Linked DNA regions of Sus scrofa: region 2 is linked to region 1. Evidence: chromatin contacts called from public HiChIP or PLAC-seq data. All regions are on one chromosome and are shown on one strand. The core of a region is the stretch at or near the end of the contact, and the rest is flanking DNA. Distances in the headings are between cores, read along the strand shown.

Region 1 (4,614 bases), core at 1,466-3,965:
CCTGTGCTATACTACTTTGTATATTTTGAATTCTTTTAAATTTGTTGAAGTTTGTTTTGTGACTTTGGGTATGGTCCCTCTTGGTAAATGTTCCATGTGAACTAAAAAGAACATGTTTCTGCTATTGTTATGTGAAGTGTTTTTCTTACACATGTCAAGTTCAATTGACTGATAGCATTGTTCAGTTATTCTATGTTCTTGGGTTTTTAAAAAATCTATTATCTGGAGTTCCCGTCGTGGCGCAGTGGTTAACGAATCCGACTAGGAACCATGAGGTTGCGGGTTCGGTCCCTGCCCTTGCTCAGTGGGTTAACAATCCGGTGTTGCCGTGAGCTGTGGTGTAGGTTGCAGACGCGGCTCGGATCATGCGTTGCTATGGCTCTGGCGTAGGCTGGGGGCTACAGCTCCGATTCAACCCCTAGCCTGGGAATCTCCATATGCCGCGGGAGCAGCCCAAGAAATAGCAACAACAAGAAAAGACAAAAGACAAAAAAAAAAAAAAATCTATTATCTCTGCTACTGAGAAAGGAGTGTTGACATCTCCAATATCAACTGTGGATATATATTCTTCTTTCAGTTCTGTCAGCTTTTGCTTCATATATTTTGAAGCTCTATTGTTGCATAGACAGAATTGCATGAGTTCTTGGTGAATTAACTCTTTAACCCTAGTAATTTTATTTTATCTCAAGTCAGCCAGATCAGATATTAATATAGCCATTTCAGCTCTCCTTTGACTAGTGTCTGCATGGTATATTGCTTCCTTCCTTTAACTTTTAATGTATTATATCATTATATTGGAACCAAGTTTCTTATAGATGGCATAAATTTAGGTCACTTTTTTACTTTTTAGGGCTACATCCTGGCATGTGGAGATTCTCAGACTAGGGGTTGAATCAGAGCTGTAGCTGCTGGCCTATGCCATAGCCACAGCAATGCAGGATCTGAGCCATGTCTTTGACCTACACCACAGCTCATGGCAATGCTAGATCCTTAACCCACTGAGCAAAGCTAGGGATTGAACCTGTGTCCTCATGGATGCTAGTTAGATTTGTTAACTGCTGAGCCATGATGGGAACTTCAAATTTAGGTCATTTTTTAATACAGTCTGACAAGTATTTTAAAATGAGTATTCAGATCATTGTATTAATGCCATTGTTGATATGTTTGGGTTTAGACTGGAGTATGCCAAATCCTGGTGTTCTTCCCCAATCTGCATGTTGATATTTACTTTCCAGCGTCTTCAAGTAGTTGTTCCATGCATTCTGTCCAGTTCTGTAGTTATACTCAGTGAGAAAGAAGGGATGAAATACGCTTACTCCATCTTGACTGTAGATGGGACTCAGGGAATAAATATTTTTAGAGCTCCTCTGAATCTGGGGATCAGAATCCAAGTTTCTGACTATCATGTTAAAGTTCCTATCAGATCACAGAGTCTCAAATGTGCCCTGAATCCAACATACATGTTTTCCTTCAGGAATTAAAAAATATATATATTCTTGAATGCTCCCAGGATTGGCTACTCATAAAACTCTTCCCAGTTTGCTGCTGCAGCCTCAGAAGTTCCCCCACAGTTCAGAGATGCTTGGGGTGAGCATCCAAAATGATGATGACTTTTCTAAGGCCAAACCAAACAATCTCTAAGCTAGAGATGGCTTATGTCACAAAATAATTATATCTATTAATTTTTAAACAAATATCATGGTTTGGGTCCTATTCTAAGTATTGGGGAATTAGCAGTGAACAAGAAAATGGCCTTTACTTCTAGTGGGGGGCAGCTAGGGAAGAAAGGCAGTAGACACACTGACAAATAAATGCATCAAATAATTTCGGTTAATGATAGTGCTATGAAAAAATAAGAACAGGGTAATGGTCTAGAGAGTGATGGGAGTGCGAAAAGGAGCTGAGTGGCTATTTCCCCCAGATGGTTGAGTTGAGAACTGAATGTTGATAAGGAGAGAAGCTGAGGAAGATGTGGAGGATAGAATTTTCCAAGAGATAAAAAATGAAATTGCAAAGGCTTGGTCTACCTTTTTCTACATTCTCTTTTGCATTTCTGACCACAGAATTTAAACATAGGTGAGGACGAGTTTTATTTTTTTCCCGCAGCAACTAGAAACGTTATTGAACTTCTAACTATTACTTATTACTATGAAATAAGCTACCCCAGAATTTGATTGATATAATCCATTCCCTTAATTATACTTAAGGCCACACCCGCAGCATATGGAGGTTCCCAGGCTAGGTGTCCAATTGGAGCTACAGCTGCCGGCCTATGCCACAGCCGCAGCAACGCAGGATCCAAGCTGTGTCTGGGACCTACACCACAGCTCACGGCAATGCCGGATCTTTAACCTACTGAGTGAGGTCAGGGATCAAACCCACATCCTCATGGATCCTAGTTGGGTTCATTAACATCTGAGCCACAATGGGAACACCCAATAATATTTTTTGAAAGCTCCAGTTCTAACCCACTATTAAAGGATTAGAGATGGTAAAATTTTACCTAGATCCGATGTCTAGAATGAAGGAGGCAGTTCATTGAATTGTAGATTGGAAAAAAATCAGATTTGCAGCCTCATCCATTCATAAGAAACAACAAAACATATAATTTCCATTTTGAATAGCGTATTTTTAAAACCATGAAAGCAAGCATGCAAAGACCACTTATAGGCAGTAGATGGCATACTATATCTACAAACTAGTGGTTGATTCTGGAACCTCCTTGAAAAAGGAAATAGGTCCCAGCTTCTAGTGTCACAATGATTAGACCATTCTAATGGTATATATACAAGTACTGAAACAGCTGGATGTTTCTGTATTCTGAGACCACTGAAGTTACTTCCTCACAGTAACTGGATATTTAAGAGTCTTTGGGCCCTGAGAAATATCTTAGTGACTAAAACATCCCAGACTCAGTTCTATAGTATCTAAGCTGCCACATGCACATCTTACTTACAGACACTGACACTTGTCCTCAATTAGGTGGGGTCTTTGAGAGTCTTAGCACCTCTAGGTTGAAAGACAATAGATAGGGTTCCTAAGCAGTAGGAAGAAAAGGCAATAAAAGCATTAAAAATGGCACTTTTGGAGTTCCCATTGTGGCGCAGCAGAAACGAATCTGACTAGGAACCATGAGGTTGTGGGTTTGATCCCTGGCCTTGCTCAGTGGGTTAAGGATCCAATGTTGCCATGAGCTGTGGTGTAGGTCTCAGACGAGGCTTGGATCTGGTGTTGCTGTGACTCTGGTGTAGGTAATGACTGCAACTCCAATTGGACCCCTAGCCCGGAAAAATCCATATGCCACGGTGCAGCCCTAAGAAGGACAAAAGACCCAAAAATAAATAAATAAATAAAAATGGCACTTTTACAAAAGGCATGATTTTGTTGACATCAGTCATCTGCTAATCTAGAGATTTTGTTTGATTTGGTCTTAGAAGTCATCATCATTTTGGATGTTCACCCCAAGCATCTCTGAACTGTGGGGGAACTTCTGAGGCTGCAGCAGCAAACTGTGAAGAGCTCTACGAGGAGCCCATCCTGAGAAAGCTTGAGAATATATTTTTTTTAATTGCTGAAGGAAAAATCTTATTTAAGTATGTTGGATTCAGGGCACATTTGAGTCTCTGTGATCTGACAGGAACCTTAACGTGACAGTCAGACACTTGGAATCTGTTCCCCAGATTCAGAGGAATTCTAAAAATAATTATTCCCTGAGTCCCCCTTATAGGCAAGATGGAGTAAGCATATTTCATCCCTTCTTTCTCACTGAGTATAACTACAAAACCTGGACAGAAGCACAGAAGATCTTTTTTTTAATTTTGTTTTTTAGGGCCTCACTCACGACATATGGAGGTTCCCAGGCTAGGGATCAAATCAGAGAGAGCTACAGCTGCAGGCTATGGCACAGCCACAGCAACTCGGGATCCGAACCACGTCTGTGACCTACACTGCAGCTCACAGAAACACCAGCTTCTTAACCCACTGAGCGATGCCAGGGATCGAGTCCTCAACCTCATGGTTCCTAGTCGGATTCATTTCTGCTGTGCCACACCAGGAACTCCGAACTACTTCTTGAAGACTCTGGAAAGTAAACGTCAACAGGTAGATTGGGGAAGAACACAGATTTGGTATACCATCAGTCTAAACCCAACATATCAACAATAACATTAATGTAAATGATCTAAGTACTAATTTTAAAACAGGAACTGCCAGAATGGACCAAAAAAAAAAAAATGACTTAAATTTATGCCATCTACAAGAAACTTGGTCAAATATAATGATATATATACATTAAAAGAATGAAAAAATATACATAATCCCAATAAGAGAGTGAATATATGTCGCATATCAAGCATTGTCTGTGCCTTTGTTCATCAAATATTTGGTACTAGACTTGGGAGTTCCTGTCATGGCTCAGTGGTAATGAGGATGTGGGTTTGATCCCTGGCCTCACTCAGTGGGTTAAGGAGCTGTGTTGCCCGTGAGCTGTGCTGTAAGTCACAGATGGCAGCTCAGATCCCTCATTGCTATAGCTATGGTGTAGGCCAGCAACTGCAGTTCCAATTCAACCCCTAGCCTGGGAACTTTCATATGCCATGGGTGCAGCCCTAAAAA
Region 2 (4,764 bases), core at 825-3,324, 260 kb after region 1:
AGCTCCGATTTGACCCCTAGCCTGGGAACCTCCATATGCTGCAGGAGCTGCCCAAGAAATGGCAAAAGACAAAAAAAACAAAAAAAACAAAAGAATACAAATAGCGAATGCAGTGAAGATGTGGAAAAAAAGGGAACCCTTGTATATTTTTGGTGGGAATGCAAACTGGTGCAACCAATGTGGACAACAGTAAGGAGGTTTCTCAAAAAACTAAAAATAAGACTATCCCATGATCCAGCAATTCCACTCCTGGGTATATATTGTAAAAACATGAAAACACTAATTCAAAATGATAATACGCATCTAATGTTCATAGCAGCATTATTTACAATAGCCAAGATATGGAAGCAGCCTAAATGTCCATCAATAGATGAATGGATAAAGGAGATGTGATTATCTACCTACCTATCTATCTATCTATCTATCTATCTATCTGCAATGGAATGCTACTCAGTCAGATTTTACAAAGAAATGAAGTTATAGCCTAGATGAAATTATGTCGCATAAATATGTCCCTGACCCTATTACCTGACTTTTTGACCTTATTCTGTAGCAAAAATATGATGACCCAAGATTAGAGTTGGAGAGTAAATAGAAAGTCAAGAGGTGAGAAGATTCTGGAGTAACAAGTAACCTAAGTTCAGGAAATTTTATAACTCTTACATTACTTACACACACATCCATAGTCAAAATATTATTAATTCACTCTCTTAGGAAGGTAGTTTTTGAACTGACTGATCATGTCCACATGGGCCAGGTAGGATGAGAAGGCAAAGGAAGTTATAAGGGGTTCATGGATTCTAAAGTTAAGGGTAATCAAATTTGTAGCATCTCAGGTAAGGCATAAAGAAATAAAAGAAGCAAGAATTCCCGTCGTTGCTCAGAGGAAAAGAATCTGACTAGTATCCATGAGGATGCAGGTTCGATCCCTGGCCTCAGTGGGCTAAAGATCCAGCACTGCCGCGAGCTGTGGTGTAGGTCACAGGCATGGCTCGGAGAGCAGCTCCGATGTGACCCCTAGCCTGGGAACGTCCATATGTCGTGAGTAAGGCCCTAAAAAAAAAAAAAAAAAAAAAAAAGACGAAAAGAAATAAAAGAAATAGAAGGTAGTGAGGGCATGGTCAAAAACAAGGATTTCAATTTCTAGATTACTGAAGTTGACTGATTTCAGTATAGATAAGAAGCAGTACAGTGTGGAATAAATTATACTGCATGGGAAGTCTGTAGGCCTGAGTTCAAAACATGGCTTTATGAACAAAGAGCATATAAACAGTATCTTAAAACATCTGTAAATAAAAAGATTGGAAAAAACCCAATTCCCATGTCTTTTCTAACAATGAAATTAAATTTTATAACTAAGCTTTTCTCCAACTACACTGACATCTTAGAAATAATGGGGGAATTAAAAAGAAAAAAAATCCATCTAAAATACAAGATTTTTTTTCCCGCTTTGACCCTGGCATGATCTGGGATCTTAGTTACCAGACCAGGGACTGAACCTGGGCCACAGCAATGGAAGCGTTGAGTCCTAACCTCTAGACTACTAGGGAACTCCACCAAAATACAAGTTTCGTTTTGTCTATCAAATCTTTTTTTTCCCATAATATAAATGGCTGCAAGGCAGATGACTTCAGAAGAACCAGTGTACTTATATTTATCTTAAATGTATCTGACTACAAATTAATGAATACAGAGGATTATCTATGGGTTTACCTGTTCCTAATTAAATATATTTATATTTCAAGTTGAAATGGAAATATGCACATTAAATTCCAAAATCTTAAACATTTCTCTGCTAGATGGATAACATTTGTATTTAAAAAATTAATGACACTTTTCAGGAAAACTGGATTCCTTTCTTTTTTTTTTTTTTAGGGCCATACTTGTGGCATGTGGAAGTTCCCAGCCTAGGAGCTGAATCAGTGCTACAGCTGCTGGCCTACACCACAGCCTTAGCAATGCCAGAACCTTAACCCACTGAACAGGGCTAGAGATCAAACCCTCAGCCTCATGGATACTAGTTGGGTTCGTTACTGCTGAGCTACAACGGGAACTCCCTGAATTTCTTTTTAACATTACAGTAAGCATGTTGTACTACTGAAACACTTCCTCAAACATGCTTTGAATACTTTACATATCAGTAATTAGAAAATAACTAGGGATTATGAAATTGAGCAATACGCTTTAGTTTTGTTATTCCCTTTAGTAATTCCTTATTGGTTTACCACACACGTTCCTAGACAGTTTATCATTTAAAACTGTTTTTGTTTCCTTTCTTAATTGTTTGTATTTACCAAAATAAAACATGCAGCTGTTAGGGGGAAAAAAACAATAGGAAAACCTCAAACTTTAAACATTACAGAAATGTATAACTTATAATTTCATCCCCCATAGCCACTGTTTGAGCTTTAGTACATATTTACTAAAAAGAAAAGATTTAAGAGTTCTCTTATGATGCAGTGTGTTAAGGATCCAGCATTGTCACTGCTGTGGCTTAGGTTTGATCCCTGGCCCAGGAATTTACATTTGCTGTGGATATGGCCAAAAAAAAAAAAAAAGATTTACTTTTACCCTGATTTTTTGTAAAGAATAGAGCTTGACAGGCAATTTTAGAAAAGTAGGATATAAAAAATAGAGGGTAAAAGAATGGAAGAGAAGAAAATTAAAATAAATTGAGTACCAGCTGTGGCACGTACCCGGCTAGTTGCTCCACGTCAATTACTTCATTTTAGCATCTTTGTACCCTGAAATTTTTTTTCCCAATTCAGAAGGCAGACAACATCAATTTCCTGGCTTTGACAATATACTATAGTTGCGTGAGATCTATTTGGGGTATCTGGATAATGGATACACAGGTCCCTCAGTACTATTTTTACAACTTCCTGTGAGTCATTAATGATTTCCAAATAAAAAGTTAAAATAAAAAGTGAGGCACAGAGAGGGGTTAAATAATTTGCTTTAAGGTTATACTGCTAGAGAATAAAAACTAAGTAAATGAGATGGAAATAGTGATTAATTAAAATCAATTCTTTTAACATAGTTTCATTCAGAAACATGTAACCACTTGCTTCATAAGTAAGATATATTTATTGCTTTCTAGGAGCTCTTAGTATACAGACGGTCCTTATTTATTGAGCATCAACAATGTAGATTCTAGAGACAAGGTAAGAAAAAAATTAATTAAAGACATAATCCTTACCCTCAAAGGAAAAATAGGATACTTTCAATCATATCCCTAGGAATATATACAGTTGAGCACATACACTCAATTTGGTATAATCTAGGGACTGATTTTCCAATTTGCAAAGTGACTTCATGAAAAAAGAAATATGGTTTAACTTCTTTCTTACTTATGAATTTTTTAAAAAAAGGGTGGAAAAGATAAAACTACTGACTAGAATAAATTCTAAAGTTTCATAGCTCTTAAATGCCAGTCCACAGTGGGTATCTTTGCCCTCTTTGATGGCTTTTGTAGTTTACTCTGTATGATATGCTTTAGCGCTTGGGTACATACTGTTCTCTGCTGTTACCTCAGTGTCTTTTCTATCTGTATTTTGAGTTCCTCAAGAGCTGACTAACCCCATGTTTTAGAGCACATAGTTGGTAATGAATAAACGCTAGTTGACTTATAGTCTGCCAACCATATGTTATTTCCATAAAAATTATCTATGATATTTATATGAGACAGAAATTGATTAAATTTGATTTAACTAGTAATTATGGGATTACCAGGTTTAAAGTAGAAGACATTTTACTAGCCACTATGTAACCCTAAAACAAAAGATAGTGATACAAATCAGCATTGCCACCACAGAATTTAATGAAGATGATTCCTGTTTGGGAACTTTCATCCTGTAAGAAATGGCTTTCTAACATGAGATTAAATATAAAAAGGGAATAACTATTTGGAACTTACTGCATTCTGCCATTATTTTCAGTATATTATCACTCATCTTAAAATTTAAATGTTTTGGTAGACAACACATGACTAAGGAGATTTAGGTTTGAATTTTTCCTTCTTTGCTTAAGTAATGAATGGAAAGTACTATGGTTATAGAACACATAAAGAACACTGACTTACTCAAAGATAGGTTCCTAAAGTATTAATGAATCAAATGATACAGATCAAATACAGACCAGATCCTGCTGTTTTAAGGTATACGTTTTTATAATTTTTCCAGGTTATAAAGTAGCAATCTTTAATTTTCCTATTCTGTATTTAAAAGTTAGAATTCAGAACTCATACATTCCATTAACAAAAGTTTACATACACACATGTATAATTTTAATTTAATATCCAAATTGACTTTTCTATGAAAAGTTTTATCTTAATGGTGAATGTGCTCATGTCTTTATATTATATTCGAACTTTTAATTGATATAGTACTACTTTGAATTATGATAATGCAATTTTGTGTGTGTGTGTGTGTGTGTGTGTGTGTGTGTAGGGCTGAACCTGCGGCATATAGAAGTTTCCAGGCTAGGGGTCAATTTGGAGGTGCAGCTGCCAGTCTATGCCACAGCTACAGCAATGTGGGATCTGAGCTGCATCTGTGACCTACACCACAGCTCACTGCAACGCTGGATCCTTAACCCACTGAGTGAGACCAGGGATTGAACCCATGTCCTCATGGATACCAGTTGGGTTCATTACCACTAAGCCATGACAGGAACTCCAACAACAATTCAATTTATAATGCTATTTCCCTCCTGTCCTTTTCCTACAGATAAAGAACACAAAGTGCAAAAGCTTAGCACATGAAT

The links. HiChIP or PLAC-seq counts read pairs in DNA pulled down with a chosen protein or histone mark.
Region 2: a contact with region 1 is called in an H3K27ac HiChIP or PLAC-seq map of alveolar macrophages. The contact joins two enhancer-like sites. A contact is called at or near these places in 9 of 47 Hi-C or Micro-C datasets (alveolar macrophages, embryonic fibroblasts, mesenteric adipose tissue and 4 more) and 2 of 2 datasets of contacts at active chromatin or transcription factors (alveolar macrophages and skeletal muscle).

Annotation. Positions count from the first base shown.
Region 1 is chr13:73,546,681-73,551,294 of Sscrofa11.1, forward strand. No RefSeq gene overlaps it. Among named protein-coding and RNA genes, the nearest start is that of DNAJC13, 25 kb to the right of the region's middle. Within about 2 kb of position 2,716, at least 1 of the 83 cell types and tissues checked has an H3K27ac peak or open chromatin away from gene starts, as enhancers often do. A contact at or near this core is called in alveolar macrophages, where this site is marked.
Region 2 is chr13:73,811,282-73,816,045 of Sscrofa11.1, forward strand. The region is part of intron 5 of ACAD11 (acyl-CoA dehydrogenase family member 11); the gene reads right to left. Among named protein-coding and RNA genes, the nearest start is that of UBA5, 18 kb to the right of the region's middle. Within about 2 kb of position 2,075, at least 2 of the 83 cell types and tissues checked have an H3K27ac peak or open chromatin away from gene starts, as enhancers often do. A contact at or near this core is called in alveolar macrophages, where this site is marked.